5 separate regions of the Mus musculus genome follow, and all the other regions are linked to region 1. Evidence: chromatin contacts called from public HiCAR-type and promoter capture Hi-C data. All regions are on one chromosome and are shown on one strand. Each heading gives the region's core, a stretch centred on a gene start, on an enhancer-like site or on the middle of the called end of the contact. The rest is flanking DNA. Distances are from core to core; before and after follow the strand shown. Region 1 holds the start of Faim (Fas apoptotic inhibitory molecule). Region 2 holds the start of Zbtb38 (zinc finger and BTB domain containing 38). Region 3 holds the start of Pxylp1 (2-phosphoxylose phosphatase 1). Region 4 holds the start of Msl2 (MSL complex subunit 2). Region 5 holds the start of Pccb (propionyl Coenzyme A carboxylase, beta polypeptide).

What was found. Promoter capture Hi-C pulls out the DNA fragments that hold promoters and counts their contacts. HiCAR-type assays count read pairs that join an accessible place to other places.
Region 2: a contact with region 1 is called in a promoter capture Hi-C map of liver, with 4 times the contacts expected there. The contact joins the promoter of Zbtb38 here to the promoter of Faim in region 1. A contact is called at or near these places in 2 of 39 promoter capture datasets (liver and pre-B cells).
Region 3: a HiCAR-type map of astrocytes shows a contact between it and region 1, with 4 times the contacts expected there. The contact joins the promoter of Pxylp1 here to the promoter of Faim in region 1. A contact is called at or near these places in 1 of 39 promoter capture datasets (pre-B cells) and 1 of 115 datasets of contacts at active chromatin or transcription factors (astrocytes).
Region 4: a contact with region 1 is called in a promoter capture Hi-C map of liver, with 3 times the contacts expected there. The contact joins the promoter of Msl2 here to the promoter of Faim in region 1. A contact is called at or near these places in 2 of 39 promoter capture datasets (liver and pre-B cells).
Region 5: a promoter capture Hi-C map of liver shows a contact between it and region 1, with 4 times the contacts expected there. The contact joins the promoter of Pccb here to the promoter of Faim in region 1. A contact is called at or near these places in 3 of 39 promoter capture datasets (erythroid cells, liver and pre-B cells).

What each region holds. Positions count from the first base shown.
Region 1 is chr9:98,984,868-98,987,732 of GRCm38.p6, reverse strand. It overlaps Faim (Fas apoptotic inhibitory molecule), which reads right to left and starts at 1,360. Exons shown (of 5, transcript NM_011810.3): 1 at 1,221-1,360.
Region 2 is chr9:96,718,419-96,721,283 of GRCm38.p6, reverse strand. Zbtb38 (zinc finger and BTB domain containing 38) reads left to right here and starts at 1,434. Exons shown (of 3, transcript NM_001359959.1): 1 at 1,434-1,498.
Region 3 is chr9:96,888,033-96,890,897 of GRCm38.p6, reverse strand. Pxylp1 (2-phosphoxylose phosphatase 1) reads left to right here and starts at 1,424. Exons shown (of 6, transcript NM_001289647.1): 1 at 1,424-1,539.
Region 4 is chr9:101,073,392-101,076,256 of GRCm38.p6, reverse strand. Msl2 (MSL complex subunit 2) reads right to left here and starts at 1,495. Exons shown (of 2, transcript NM_001100451.2): 1 at 837-1,495. The coding sequence starts at 978.
Region 5 is chr9:101,033,462-101,036,326 of GRCm38.p6, reverse strand. It overlaps Pccb (propionyl Coenzyme A carboxylase, beta polypeptide), which reads left to right and starts at 1,443. Exons shown (of 15, transcript NM_025835.3): 1 at 1,443-1,658. The coding sequence starts at 1,470.

The DNA of each region.
Region 1 (2,865 bases), core at 111-2,610:
TTGTTTGTGTGTTTGACCGGAAGTTCCAACAGTCTTGTGGCTTGTGATCTTACACACTTCAAGTTCAGTACTTTCAAAGCTCATTGGAGTTGCTCTCTTGGCCCAACAGGGTTTTTTCTTAATTTACTTTGGTTGTGATCAATATAATTCATATTATACCTTGTTATTATACCTTCATATTACCACTTGTTTCACACCTGTGTTCTGACCCCACCACTCTGTCCTAAGCCTCACCATGACCTGCACAGGTCTGCTTTTAGCAGAAAACCTTATATGGAATAACAACCCCCAGATCACTAACGATGATTTTACTATATACTGTATTTCCAAAATCCATTCGGTATTTCAGAAACGGTGCTTATCTAATCTAATTATGATGACGTCACCAGACACTAACACCGCCCACAATGACATTTACATGAGCATTGGTTGCAGTACAAGGCAATTTTCAAATTTTCAGACTTGTGTTTACTCGCTGTTACAGGTGACAGATTGAATGCAACGTTAGATGGTTAAACAGCAAAACAACTCAAGTTACCTGTCCCACCATCTTCCACCTTGAGTACAGCGTAATTTCGCTGGGTTTCATTGAACCAATTCATTCTATACCTGAGACAGGTCTCCAAGTCAGCCTTTGCATGAGAAAAACAACAGAATTCTAGGAAGAGACTATAGAATCCCACTCTGCCCGCTGTAAGATAACAGGCTCCTTCATTAAGCAACTCGAGTTGAGCTTATTGCAACACTAGAGCGATTCAGGAATAAATCTGTCCCTAAAGCCAACCTCCACGAAGGAAGTAGCCACAGCCAGCAAGGATGCTGCAGTGAGCTGCTCTCAAGAGCTCCCGACCACCGAGCGAGGTTAGCTCGGCCTCCTACAACCCCTGGAGGTACGTGTAGGTAGGTACTTGTAGGTACCTCTCCGGGGTATTTGGGCCAAGGGCCGCCTGGGACGCAGTCAGGAGCGGCACCGAGACTCGGACACGTCCGAAGCCCGAGAACTCCGGACCGCGCCACGAATACTGCGCCGAGGCACCGGAGGGTCCGCAGCTTCGGGTGGCCGCCCCACACCCCTTCTTTCCGGGGCCTCTTGCCCTGAGCCCACACTGCGGCTTGCTGTCTGCCGACCGAGGCCTGGGCACCACGCATCTCGGAGCCCGCTCGGCCAGGCCGAGCTGGAAGCGCCCGCCGAAGCTGCCAGCACCGTCTCCCGCGCTCACCTGCTCCGCGCGCCGCCACCGGCTCCCGATCCCACGACGTAGTCAGCAGCTCTCGCGGCCGCGCCCACCGGGCTCCAGCACCCGCATGCCGGGCGCCCAGCCTCCTACTGCCTTCCGGGCTCAACGAGACCCCGCCCACTGCCCTACTGCGCCTGCGCGAGTGCGAGAGCCCTTTTCAGAGGCTCCGCCCACGCTCCGCGCGAAAACCAATTCCCGGTGTCCGCCTCCATAGGCCCCGCCTACCCTCCGCTTTGGGGCCAATCCTGCTCCTGCTGTGCGCCGCTCTGCGCCCTTGTGCACAGTTGAGCGCTCTGCGGTGCGCCCTGCTGCGCCGCTGCTGCCCCTAGGCCCTGTGGGTGTCACTTTCTTGTTTGTTGTGCAGGTCTGACAGCAGCTTTTGTAGCCTTCCGGATAACCCGCACCTCCGGGAGAGGCAACTCGTCCGCTGAGACCCTTTGTTCCCACTGCCCTGCCGGCCTTCCATTCTCTGCTATAAGAACGGTCATTTTAGGTGGAAGAGTCCAGCCTTTGAAACCCTCTGTACGACCACAGGGGTCGTTTGGCTGCCGAGCCTTACACCTAGCCCAGAGGTTTTTGCTCGCCTTGTCTCCCTATTTTATATATACTTCTTCCTTTAGTGAGATGTTTGAATTTCACTTACTGACAGACAAACCTTAGGGAAAGAGTATAGAGTTCAATAATATAATAGGGCGTTTAGTTATCCTGGGTGAGGTCGTGGGTTATGTAAATTATTTTTAGTGTATATAATACATATGTACAAACACACAACCACTGAATTGTCCCTAATGCTATTGTAAAGTCTCAGACAAACAGGTAAGTAAGTAATGTCGGATAGAATCTACAGTTTCATTTATATAAAGGGAACGAACCAATGAGAGATTTTTTTTAAGTCTGATAAAGATTTAATTTGGGAGTGTTTGTGCCTGTTTAGTTGATATTTAAGAGAATCTCACTACGTAATTCATAAGAGCCTCACACTTGGATTCCAGACCCTCCTGCCTCAGTCTCCCCAGTGCTTGGATCACCATGCCTATCTACCCAGCCCTCAGGAGGTTGAAACAGGAGGATTGCAAGTTCCAGGCTACCCTAAGCTTTATAACTAAGCCTTGTTTCAAAAAACTAAAGTAGTAAAATTTAATGAAGCAGAAGTTTCAGGCACGGTATCTGCAACATTAAAGAACACTGGTCTACTTAATATTCTGAAATTTCTGACTGTCATGGCAATAAATTTTTTTTAAAGAAAAGAATAGACAAATGGGAGAGAACTGGACAAAACAGATGGCAGACACATTGTACCCCTTACATAAAAGAGTTTCTATGAATAGATTTTTAAAATGCCAAATGGTGTTTTTCAATTATTGGTGAAATGTTCAAGTAGGATATTAGAAGGACAGGGAATATAAATGGTCAATTTAAAAAGACCTTTTCTGATTTCTAGCACTGAGGGAAAAAGCTTACTCTTACCATGGACTCAACCAACTGCAACTCAAAAATCTTTTGTGAGGTCTAAGAGTTGCCTAGCATACCCGAAGCCCTCAATGTAAAACTCAAACACTAAAACACACCATCAAAGACTCACTATGCACAAATACAAACATCTATAATTTAATTGTACTGAATACAT
Region 2 (2,865 bases), core at 185-2,684, 2.3 Mb after region 1:
TCAGAATAGTTAACCTTCAATGCTCAGACGTGTCTGAAGTTAGAGAGCACTTACAATGCTAGGTGCTATTGTAAATGATCCACGTGTATTATTTAATTCAATTTAAAAAAATCACCTAGGAGGTAGACATTAATACTAAAACATATTGCATGTTAGGTACCAAAGCTGAAGGTCAGAGAAGTGGCCGTACATAGCAACAAACCTAGGCTGTCAACACAGGCCTGCTGAATCCAGAAGGCCAACCAACCTTGCCCGCTACCTCCCACCGGTCCCAGGGAATCAGCCACAGCCATACAGCTTACAGACTTCCCAGTCTTTGTGCACCAGTTTTCCCGAATTTTAAAATCATCTTCAGAGTTTCTAAAAGCCTCAATGGAAACACAAACAGGCAATTAGACCACGAGTTTCTTCAGTTTTGTTTTTTAAGGCTGGTATCTACCATTGCCAACAAGTTAGATCAGGTCTTGTGGAAGTTCTCATTGGCAGTTATGTAGACAAAAACATTCAAGCTCCCTTTTTTTTTAAGGGGAAGATGAATCATTACTTAATACATGCAGTTTAGTGGAGTTAATCTGTGAACACTGGCCTATGGAGCGAGAGAATAAAAGGGTGTTTGGCATCGAGAAGGTCGGGAACTGCTCGTTACATGTGTATGCACGTTGCCCAACCTGTCAGCCTTCACAACTCTGCATTTTTTTAAGTGACACCATTCTTCCTGCATCGTTTATGGGGCTTTACTTTGCATATAGTATTAAAAATCTACTCAGCTCACCAAAATGATCATATTCTTAATGTTTGGTCAAGGAACTGGGGTGCATAAATGGCAAGTACTGTATTCCAGGAAAATACCCTTTTTCAAAACCTTAAGGTTTTGCCAGGGAGCGAGTCGTTTTCCAAAGGACACACACACACACACACACACACACACACACACACAAAATCAAAAACTAAAAACAAACAAAAAATACTAAAGACTCAATGCTGGATGGTTCAAAACAAACACCTGCACTTAGGTGTGCGTGGGGCAGTAGGTGCCACACTGCGAATCTGTGTGGGAAGGATGTCAGCGGGCAGTCGGTGGCTTTTATTTTTTTCATTGCATGAAACAGTTCTTATACCATGGTGGGAAATAATCCAGGCGTCCCCTGACAGCCATGAGAAAGCACAGGTGACACCCTGTTCTCAGAATTTGGTGCGGGTTAAAACTGCATAGGGTGCCCGGGGCCTGCTCGGTGGCTGCGCAGCATCTGTGCGAGCCTGGCTCTGCCGCAGTGGCGCCGGGGGGTGCGGGAGCCTCGCGGCCTGCAGCGTCCCGGAAGCCCTGCGCGTCGGCGCCCGAGGTCGAGCGACCGTCCGGCCTGCACTGCACCAGGGGCAGACCGGGGCGTCCGGGCCCAGCCGCCGGCGTCCATTTTCTGGGCGGCGCTGCGGCCGGACTCGCAGGTCCGGAAGCGCCATGGACCCCGCGGGAAGCGCGCGGGCGGCGGAGCGGAGCCCCGTAAGTGCGCGGGGTCCGCGCGACTCCGGGGCGTGGAGGTGGGGAGGCGGGAGCCGGTGGGCAGCGCTCGCGCCGGGCTGCAGCGGACGCGGAGCGGAGCGGAGCCTACGGAGCAGCCAGCGTCCGCAGGTGCCCGCGTCCCGCCCCACCAGGCTCGGCTGCAGGGGGGCAGCGGGGAGTGACGCGCACCTGGGGCTCGGGACTGTCGCGCCTCCCCTCCGGTGAAGCGCAAACCCGGGCTGCTTCCTGACCCTACCCGTTCGCGATGAGATCCTAGTGCGACACCAAGCCCCTGGAATTGAACCGGATGTTCAAAGGCAGGGCCCTGCCTCCAGGGGTTGCAGCCTTGGCCTCCTGCTCCTGCTTGCTGCAGCCGTCTGTCCGTTGGGACAATTCAACAGTCAGCCTTTAGACACCTCTTTGCAGGTTAGCTGATAAATAACCTGAGATTTTAATCTGTCTGCGCTTCCACTTTATAACTCCTGCTTTGCGGTGGGTAAGTGCCTGGTTCCCATTCTGGATATTGGGCCTGATTGGAAAACCCTTGTAATGATCGGTTCTAAATGATAACCGTTTATGTTGCGTATGCATATTTGAAAGGTTAAAGGGCATTCACCTAATTGGGAAGCTCAAGTGCTTGCTCTGGTTCGCGTGGCTGGAAAGACTCGTTTTGTTGTGGTTTCAGAGAAACTTATAGCGTCTTACAGTAGCTAAGATCAAAGAGCAGAGTTTGTGTTTTGTGACAGGGTCTGGTTAAGGAGCCTAGAATGGTTAATAGGTTAGCCCAAGCTGGTTTCGAACTTGCCACTTGCAGCGGTTGACTGACTGCTAGGATGATAGGCCTTCTACCAGTGTTTTTCCAGGACCAAACACGCATTAGAATTCCTTTGATGGGTCATTGCTGAAAATTTTGAAAAGATTAGAATATATAGTGCGAAAAGACTAGAAAAAGTAACCGTTGCACACAGTACAGATAAGCATAGTTTAATGAAGCCTTTGGCTTATATAACATCATTTGTAATAAAATGGGTCACTGTCAAAAAAGCCTTTAAGACTCCAATTTAGCGTTCTGTGGTGGGGATTTTGCACCCAAATCAGACTGGGTTTGTGCTGATGTTAACCTGGGTTTGAATCCCGACACTCACCCAGGGTGACCTCCAGAAACAGGTTCACGGCACTGTTTGCAGCTGTAAAATGGGGAACTGTTCCCTACAGCTGAGGGGTGTTACGGAGATTTACCCATCCGCTGAGAGCACTTGGTGGAGTTCCCGATGTCCTAAAGGCACCTCACATATACTAACGGCAATGACTTTTGTGGCTGAAATCCTGAATCCTAGACACTCGTCCTGAATCCTAGACACTAGTCC
Region 3 (2,865 bases), core at 175-2,674, 2.1 Mb after region 1:
GGTAGTAGACTTGAGAGAAAGCAAAGCTGAGCATCTGGGGTCAAGTTCCAGGCCTGAAGCTGACAAGCCCTGCCCTAACCCCCTTTTCTGATGTATGTATGTATGTATGTATGTATGTATGTATGTATGTATGTATGTATGTATTTTGCTTTGGGCTAGTGTGGATGGAGTTGTCTGTCATCTGCAGCCTGTGTGACTTGTGAAGGAGTGGAACTTGGAATTAGAGCAGAACTGTCAAGAGTCCGTGGCGAGAAGGAAGAGTCTGTGTTGGATAGGATGCCTGGACTGTGGTGGTCCTTGAGGGCCAGCCCAAGTAGGAATTTAACGGGGAGTGAGATTTCATGCTCACGTATTGGAGAAAGCTGTCGCTAGTACTGAAGGGATAAGCAGGCTGAAGGTGGTGTTGAGCCTGGGTAATTGGGTGAGAGGGATAGTAACTAGTGTCCTCAGGCAAGTGCCAGCTGGCCATCAAGGCATTGAACAGAGAAGGCATTCCAGATGGCTGGACCATGGGGGTAAATGGAATGCAGGCTAGGGAAGTAGAATCTAGCTGATTTGAGGGGAGAAATTGGAGGTAAAAATATGGATAAAATATAAAGTGTTTTGATTTAGTCACTATCGAATGAGTTAGGGAAAATCAAGTGATGCGCTACCCTCAAAACCGCACCTCTTTTGCAGTTGAGAGAGGCACAAGGGTGTCACTGTAGTCCCAGAACTGACAACAAAGGCAATCTCACAATTGTGGTTGGTGAGATCCTTTTTTACAGCATTTGAAACAACAACAACAAAAGACCCACAAACACAGCTTTATAGAACGAGTGCTGCGCGGGTCTTTGGCTGGCAGCCCTGGGGTCATGCAGAAACGCCCCCGTGACACAGCCACGACCTCTCAAGGGTGGATGCCTGCAGGCCTTTAGGGACAAAACTACTGCCAGGTCTAGAGTAGACACAGGCCGGATGTGGCCCGCGCCGGAAGAGAAGCGCGGGACAGGCGCTTGGGTGGAGGTGGCACGGTGGCTAGGATATGCCAGTTTTGAGTCCACGAGGCACCGCAGGACCCACATCCGCAGCTAGATCCGCGGCGCGGAGTTAGGCACGCAGTCACAAAGCACCCTAGCCAAGGCTGGGACGGGTCCAGGGCAGTGTCCTGGGGCCATGGCACCCTCCCGGGTCCTAAGTCCGGCATAGGGAGGAGCATAGGCCCTGTGCGCTCCGAGTGCGCGCGCTTTCCCGGACCCGGACGGCGCGACCGGAGCCTGTCTGGATGACTGTTTGGACACTCCAGGCCATGTGTGCCTCCAAGGCCCGGGATGCGGGTCGCCGCAGCCTGCTGGTCCCGCACGGCCGCCTGCGGGGCGGAGCTCCAGGGCGCCCTGAGCGCGTCGGGCCGGGCAGGGACCCGGCGGTCCCGGTAGGGGGCGCTGCGGAACCCCGAGTTTGGCGGCCTGCGCGCGCCACCGCCGCCTGCACTCCCGCCAGGAGGAGCTGGCTGCGGGTGGAGATCCCTACGCACAGCGACGGAGGCCGGGACCGTAGGCGGTGAGTGTGGTGCGCGCCGGGTCCCAGCGGTTGTGAGGCTTCTCGCAAGGCGGGCTTGTGTCTAGGGTCTTGGGGGGCGACCCCGGAGAGGTGTCCGCGATGCCAAGATCCGGAGGCAGGGGCGGGCTTCCAAGCAGCGGGTGTGAGCCCTGCCACCAAGCTCTTTCCCTTATCTACGCGCTCCCCAGTTGCCACCTCTCCCCATACCCTCCCCGCGTTGGAGAGGGGTCCCTGCCCTCCGATCCGTCTCCCCTTTCTCAGCCCTGCACCCTAGAAGCCTGCCCGCACACCCCCTTTTCTCCCTCAAGCCCTCCCACGCCTACCTCCTCCTGGTTGCCTGCCGCTCGCCTCTCCCTCCCAGCTCTGCTCCTACGGTCCCCGCCGCCACCCCAGCGGGGTCCCATTCTGCCTAGGCGCTCCTGCTGAACGACTCAGCGGGAATCTGAGCTCCGGGGTCCCCCTTCTCCCGGCTGTCCCATAGCTGCAGTGTCCAGGTAAAAAGGGGCTGCAACTTCAGGGCCTGCCCCGGGGGTGGGGCTGGTGCTTCGCCAGCTACCTGCTGCCTGCGGCGCAGGAACCCTGGGCCCAGCCCAGGGCCACTTCACGCGTGCAGGTTATGCTTGCTCAGTGTTCTGTTTAGGACAGTGTGGTTACTTCTTTGCTTGCTTTTGCTTGGTGAACTTGGATAGGTTGCGATTTCTTAAAAAGAAGCCGGCTTTGCTACCCACAAATATGGAGCAGGTTTTCTTTGCTGCTGTGACTGGCTGTCAGTAGTACCTGTGGATCGGGGAAGATTTAGCTATGCTGGGGAAATGGAGCCACATCCCCACTCTCTCACCACAGCTCTGGGAACGTAACTGTCCCCTCTAGGGTGGGCCCGTGTCTTTGTGGAAAGGCAAGGATGCTTCCTAAACATTCAACAGGTAAAAACCAGTTAGGAATCTGGATCAGATCTGGTGTGGATAGGGAAATGTGGGATGAGTGAGTGATCAAGGAGGGGCTCTGGGAGAGTTCCATGGCTTAGGGACATTTGTTGCTCTTTGCGGCAAGTCCCAGGCTGGACCCTGACTATGGACTAGACAGTGATGAGCCCAGCCTACCCTCTGGAACTGTCGGTCGGGCTTGGCACCAGCCCCCTCCTCAGAGGTGTTGGTGCCCTGTGGTGACATCTGTGGGAAGAGGATTTAAAGCAGATGGCTTGGAAAGCCTCATGGTCCCCGGAGAGAAGTGGAGATGGCATGGTGACAGCCCAGCGTGTGCGTTCACCCCTTCCCTTCTGGGGTCTTTCATTAAATCTTAGATTAAATTAATTGCCTAGTCAGAGAA
Region 4 (2,865 bases), core at 246-2,745, 2.1 Mb before region 1:
GATTGATTAAGTATTGTAACCGACAGGGGCTAATACCCTTTGAAAAAAATCTTAAAATAATCCTCTGAAACGGGACATGGCTGTGCATGCCTGAAATACCGGCATTCAAGAGACTGAGACACTAAGACCACTAGTTCGAAGTCCGCCTAAGCTACATAGTAGGAACCTGTCTTAAATAAGCAAGTAAATAAACAATGCGACTCTGCCAGGCCACCTGACATTAAAACTACAGAAAATCTAGTCTGTAAAAAGATCTCACCAACTAAAAAGTACCATCAGCTTCATTAGGTCAGTGCTAACCTTCAAACCATCTGTTGTAGAACCTGGGGCACTGAGGTCTCTGGCTGGAGGTGCATCAAGATTATACCATCCACCCTCTGCAAAACACGAGTGCAGTGCATATTTCTTAACAATGTTTGACCACATTTAATGACAATGGTATTCAATCAGTTCCCGCAGCAGAGGTTTTAAAAAGAAGGCAGCATGCCGCTGGCATTTCAACCCCATTTAAGACATCACCGCTATACGTGTGAAGCCGTCGAAGAATTTTTTAAAATGTATTTTAAAAAAATAAAACACCAGAAAGATGTGTCAAAGCGAAATAAAACCATTTTGAACGTTAAAGCCTCCGTACAAAGGTGGCTGAAAAAGGCTCTCGGCCTTTCTGAAACGCCGGGCAAAAGTCCCTGGGCGACTTTCAAAACTAACGACCGTGTACTACTGCACAGTACCACCCCTTAAGACGAACTACCGGCCGGCCAACCGTTCACGTTACTACTGCCAAAGGAACTTTAGAAAACAAGCAGGGAAAGGGGAACAATAAAGAAGCGTCTCACCGCAAACACAGCACGAGAGGGACTGTCGGAAGTAAGGCAAGAGCCTGTTAATCTCTGTAAACGCCTTGGGGTCTCCGGGGTCGTAGTTGAGCACTAGGCGGCTCGCGGAAATGTAGAGAGCAGTAGCATTCACCGGGTTCATTGCAGACACTTCGACACCAATGGCTCCCGGTTGAAAAGAAATTCCGGATCCAAGTTTGTAAGCAGCCAGGGAACAATGGCGAATTTAAAACAATTCGGAAGAAATCTGAGCAGAACCCCTGGCCAAAGCAGCAACCAAAATCCGTGCAAGTTTGTGAAGCTGAAGCAATCCTCCCACACATGGGGGCCTCGGCGCCCCTCCTCTGTCCCTGAGACTTGCAGACCAAAGAGAGACAAGCGAAATCAGCGATCGAGTTCGTCCGACACGGCCGCGGCTGGGTGCTCCGGACGGGCTCCGGGTTCGCTCTAGCCCCGCGGCTCGGCGGGCGGCCTGCGCTCGAGCAGCATGTCCGGCCGCGGAGGCACCTCCGGGTGGAGCTGGCGCGCACGGGAGCGGGCCCGGTGGGGTCCAAGCGGTCCACACGTTTCTCTTCCGACGGCGGGGCCCTTACTCCATCGCAGCGACGTCGCGGAGGCAGCGGGACGGTGGGGACTACGGCGCAGGCGTCGGATTCCCGGGTCTAGTGCCAGCAGCCGCGGCGGCGGAGGTTGCTGTTGCTGCTGTGGCTGCTACTGCTGCTGCTGCTACTGCGGCGGGAGCGCGCCGCTGCCGTTCTCGCCATGCCGGACGCGGGGCCCACGCTGCGCCTGGCGCGGCAGGCGGGCGGGAGGGAGGCCCCCGCCCGAAAGGGAGGCCCGGGAGGAAGTGCGCGCGGGGCCCGGCGGCGGGAGGGGGCGGGGAGCAGGCCCGGCAGGCAGGCAGGCAGGCAGGCAGGCAGGCGGCGACGGCGGCGCCCCTCCGCTTCTCAGCCGCACACTTGGGGTCACCAGCGCAAGCGCCGCCCCCTCACAGCCCGGCCATCTTTTCGGCACGGCACGGACGACTCCTCCAAGCGCGACTGCCACGGTGCTGCGCCGCCGCCGCCGCCGCCGCCGCCGCCGCCTGCCTGCCCAGCCGCGGTTTAAGCGAGCTCACCCCGCCAGGCCGCCGCCGCCGCCACCCAGCGCGCACGACCAGGCCCGCTGCAGGCCCCTCCCTCGCGCCTGGCCGCCCTCACGCTTCTTCTCGCGCCGCTCTAGCTCCGTTGGGCCGGGGCTACTCCGGCCGCAGTAGATGGTGCGGCGCCTCAGGCCCGGCCGGTAACGACGACCGTTACCCCAACGGGCAAAGACACTGTCATCCCCGAGCCTCCCCCGCCGCCGTCGTCGCTAGCCCTTGTACGCATGCGCACAGCGCGCTCTCACCCCCCCTCCCCACCCCCACCCCCCGCCCTTCCTCTCCCTCCGCTTCCCTTTTCCCCTGCTTCTCCTCTAAAAGCCCCCTCCACACCCTCCCCGCGCTGCCGGCTTCACTGCGCATGCACAAACCCCCCCAACACACCCACCCCGACCCTACCGCCTTTCGCCCTTACGCGTGCGCTTTGACCGCCCACCCAGAAAACCGGATAAACACATTAGCCCGCTCACGCCAGCCCCGCCCTGCCCCGCCGCCAGCACACCCCGAGCTCACTGCGCATGTCTGGCTCGCCACTTACGGTTCCGTGCACGGAGCATGCTCGGTTTCGAGCCGGACGCGCTCTCCGCCCCTCCCCCACGTGCTCTCCAATCCGGTCTCCCAGGCGTGTGGGTTGTGGTGAATTGGGGTAGCGGGCACGGTCTCCCCTCGCGTGGGCTGCCCGCGTCGCGCCGTGGGGCGGAGGTGGGGGGAGGGTGTTCGGGGACCGGAGTTGACCCCAGTGGGAGGATGGCAGCCCAGCCCCGGCCTCGCCGGCCTCCTCCCGGAACCTAGCGCGTGGCGGGCCGTGGACTAGGCGCTGGCCCACAAGTTTGAAAGCCACTCCTCTAGGTCCCCAGCGAGCCTGCCCTTGTGCGTGGACACAGCCCGCGA
Region 5 (2,865 bases), core at 194-2,693, 2.0 Mb before region 1:
TTCATAGTAGAGTTTTCGAAAGCACTGGAGCAGCACTTCTCAGATGTTAGCATCTGAACTGACTAAAGGGTCCTTGCTAAGAGGTCAGCAGCCTCCCCCCCCCCCCCCCGCCCCCGCCCCCCGCCCCCGCCGCCGCCTTGCATCCCCTCTGATTAGTAGGTCTGAGCCCGAGCAGTCTGCTCCTAGTTTACTTTTCCTATTTCCTCCCAGCTAATGCCAAAGCCGCTGTGTTGACAAGATTCTCTTCTTGACCAAACTTCGGTCAGGCTCTACTGAGCATCTCTTGAATAGAACTGACCTTGGCTCCCAGGTCCTCTCTTCTAGAGGGTAGCTTTGCCAAGAATCCTGCTAAGTCAGTTATGCCAGAATCTTCCACCCTTGATGAGGGATCGCCCTCCATATTTGATAAGGTTCTTCTTCCACTGTCCCCCAAATGATGTCTGAGCACCCTGGCTTGCCTTCAACCAAGCAAACGTTGTTTGTCAGATTGCTCCTTGCCCTGTGTTCCCTATTAATTTTCTATCCATTGAGCTCCCTCCCCGATACATCTTGTCTTTGGTGTATTCGGGGTTGAGGCCAACCTCTCTCCCCTACTGTAAAACCCTATGGAGCCTAGACCTAGCACAATGGTCTCTAAAAGTTTACTTCACCATTCTGTGTCTCGTCACAAACTTAAAAAACATCAAATAATTTGTGTGTATCAGAGTTTGGGCGTGCACATGTGGAAGTCACAGGACAACATGGGGTGTCAATGGTCCCCTTATTTGTGTGAGAATTGGGTCTCATTTGCTTCTGTACATGCTAGGGTGGCTGTTCCGTGAGCTTCCTGGGATTCTTTTATTTCTGTCAGCTATCTCACCTAGGCAACCTCTCTGTACAGACACTCATTACTCTGGCTGAGTACTGAGTTTGGGGACCCCAATTTTGGTCCTCATACTCAGGCTGGCAAAGGCTTTAACTTAGCACTGAGCCAAGTAGCTTCCCAGCTCCTCTCCCCTTTAAGAGACCCTCTCTGGAGCTCAATACGTAGCTCACAAAACATTTCAGTCTTGACGCCATACAAACCTACTTCTGTTCCTGTGTATCCCATCTCTGAAATCTGGATATAAATTATTTCAAGGCTAAGTTTTAAGAGCAAAACCTGGCACAGCATTTGGTAAAAGTTGGTCAGAGCTCATTATCTATTCATTTTTGGGGGGAAGAGGGTCGACGAAGCCTGGAGTTTAGATGGCTAACGCAGAACGAGGAATGAAGTCCTTGTTCTGTGTGGCTACACGGGCACAGAGCTGAGAGGCAGGTATTTCCTAGAACAGGACCGCCTTGAGCCTGAATGCAAGCCTGTGACTGCTACCAGCTTTAGGGCCAGCGACGACGCGCAGGCGCAGACTCGCAATGTCTACGCTCTCTGCGCATGCGTCCTGAGGTGCAGTGTGTGTCACGCTGGCAGTCAAAAAAAAAAAAAAAAAAAAATGGCGGCGGCGATTAGGATTCGGGCGGTGGCGGCTGGAGCGAGGCTCAGCGTTCTGAATTGCGGCCTCGGCATCACGACCCGCGGCCTTTGCAGCCAGCCGGTTTCAGTTAAAGAGCGCATCGACAACAAGCGCCATGCAGCGTTGCTGGGAGGAGGCCAGCGCCGCATCGACGCGCAGCACAAGCGAGTGAGTCACGGGCGCCAGTGCGTCCCGCCCCCTCCGCTCCCGCCCTATCACAGCGCGCCGGGCTCGCGGCGCACGAGCCTCCCAGCCAATAGGCGCTGCGCCTGGGAGGGGCGCGGCGAGAACGTCCACCTGGAGAACCTAGAGCCCCCTCGGGTGTCAGTAGACATCTGCACCACTTAGGGAGGTCCCCAGGCGGTGGTGGTGGGCATTGGTCGTCGGATGGATGGATGGATGTGACCGGTCTCCAGCTGCGCTCCACTTAGCAGCTTTGAACTTTTGGGAAAGGTGGTCTTTAGAAAGCACCGTAAACAGAATAATGTCTTCCAGGTCTTGTTTGAATAAGATTGCCACGTTAATCGGCCACAGGCTCTGAATTTAAAAGACGGGATTGTTCTCCCGCTGCCTGAAAGTGTTTATGACAGTTTTTTTTTTTTTTTTTTTTTTCCCTTCCCTCTTCTCGGGGAAGGAAGCAGTAAAACCCAGGCACGAAGTATTAGAAAAAACTTGGTTATGTTCACATTAACCTGGTGTGTTGTCTCCCTGCGTGCTGGGGATTTGTGACGCCTGTGACCGAGGAAGTCTGGTTGGCCTCTTGAGAGGTTCATGTATCGATCTGCTGCATAGGAAGCAGGTGGACTTTCTATAAACTCTCAGGCTACTCTGCTGAGAGCAGCTGAGGCGGGAATCACATTTGAGCTTCTTCTGGGGAGGTCATTTAGCAGCAGAAAAACAAAAAACAACAGAAGCTGGAAGAGGTGACCCTAGACTTGAAGCCAGACTTGCCCAGTGTGTCCTTGACAACTGAGTGAGTCCAGGCAGAAGAGCTGGATAAGTTAACATGAAGGTTCCCTAAGGGAAGGGCTCCTGTGAAGGGCATGCAAGTCTTACCCAAGTGTGTGAAAATCTGGGTCAAATGTTGATTCAGATGTCCTGAGTTAGGTTTGAAAAAAGAAAAATGCTCAAGGAAAACTATTTATTCCTCTTGACACTTAGGGATGTAAATGTGGTTGTAAGGTTTATGGTGAGCCATAAGCCCTCTCTCCCTTGGGGTCCCTCTGAAGGGCTATTAAGTTCCCTGGGAAAGCCTGTCACTGCTCTGGTAACCTTTCTCTTGGGACACCCTTGCTCAGTTGCCTATTGCACCCCAGGCAAGATCCTGATGCTCTTACATTAAGGCCTTCAGAGCAGGTTTTCTGCTGTCAGAGTT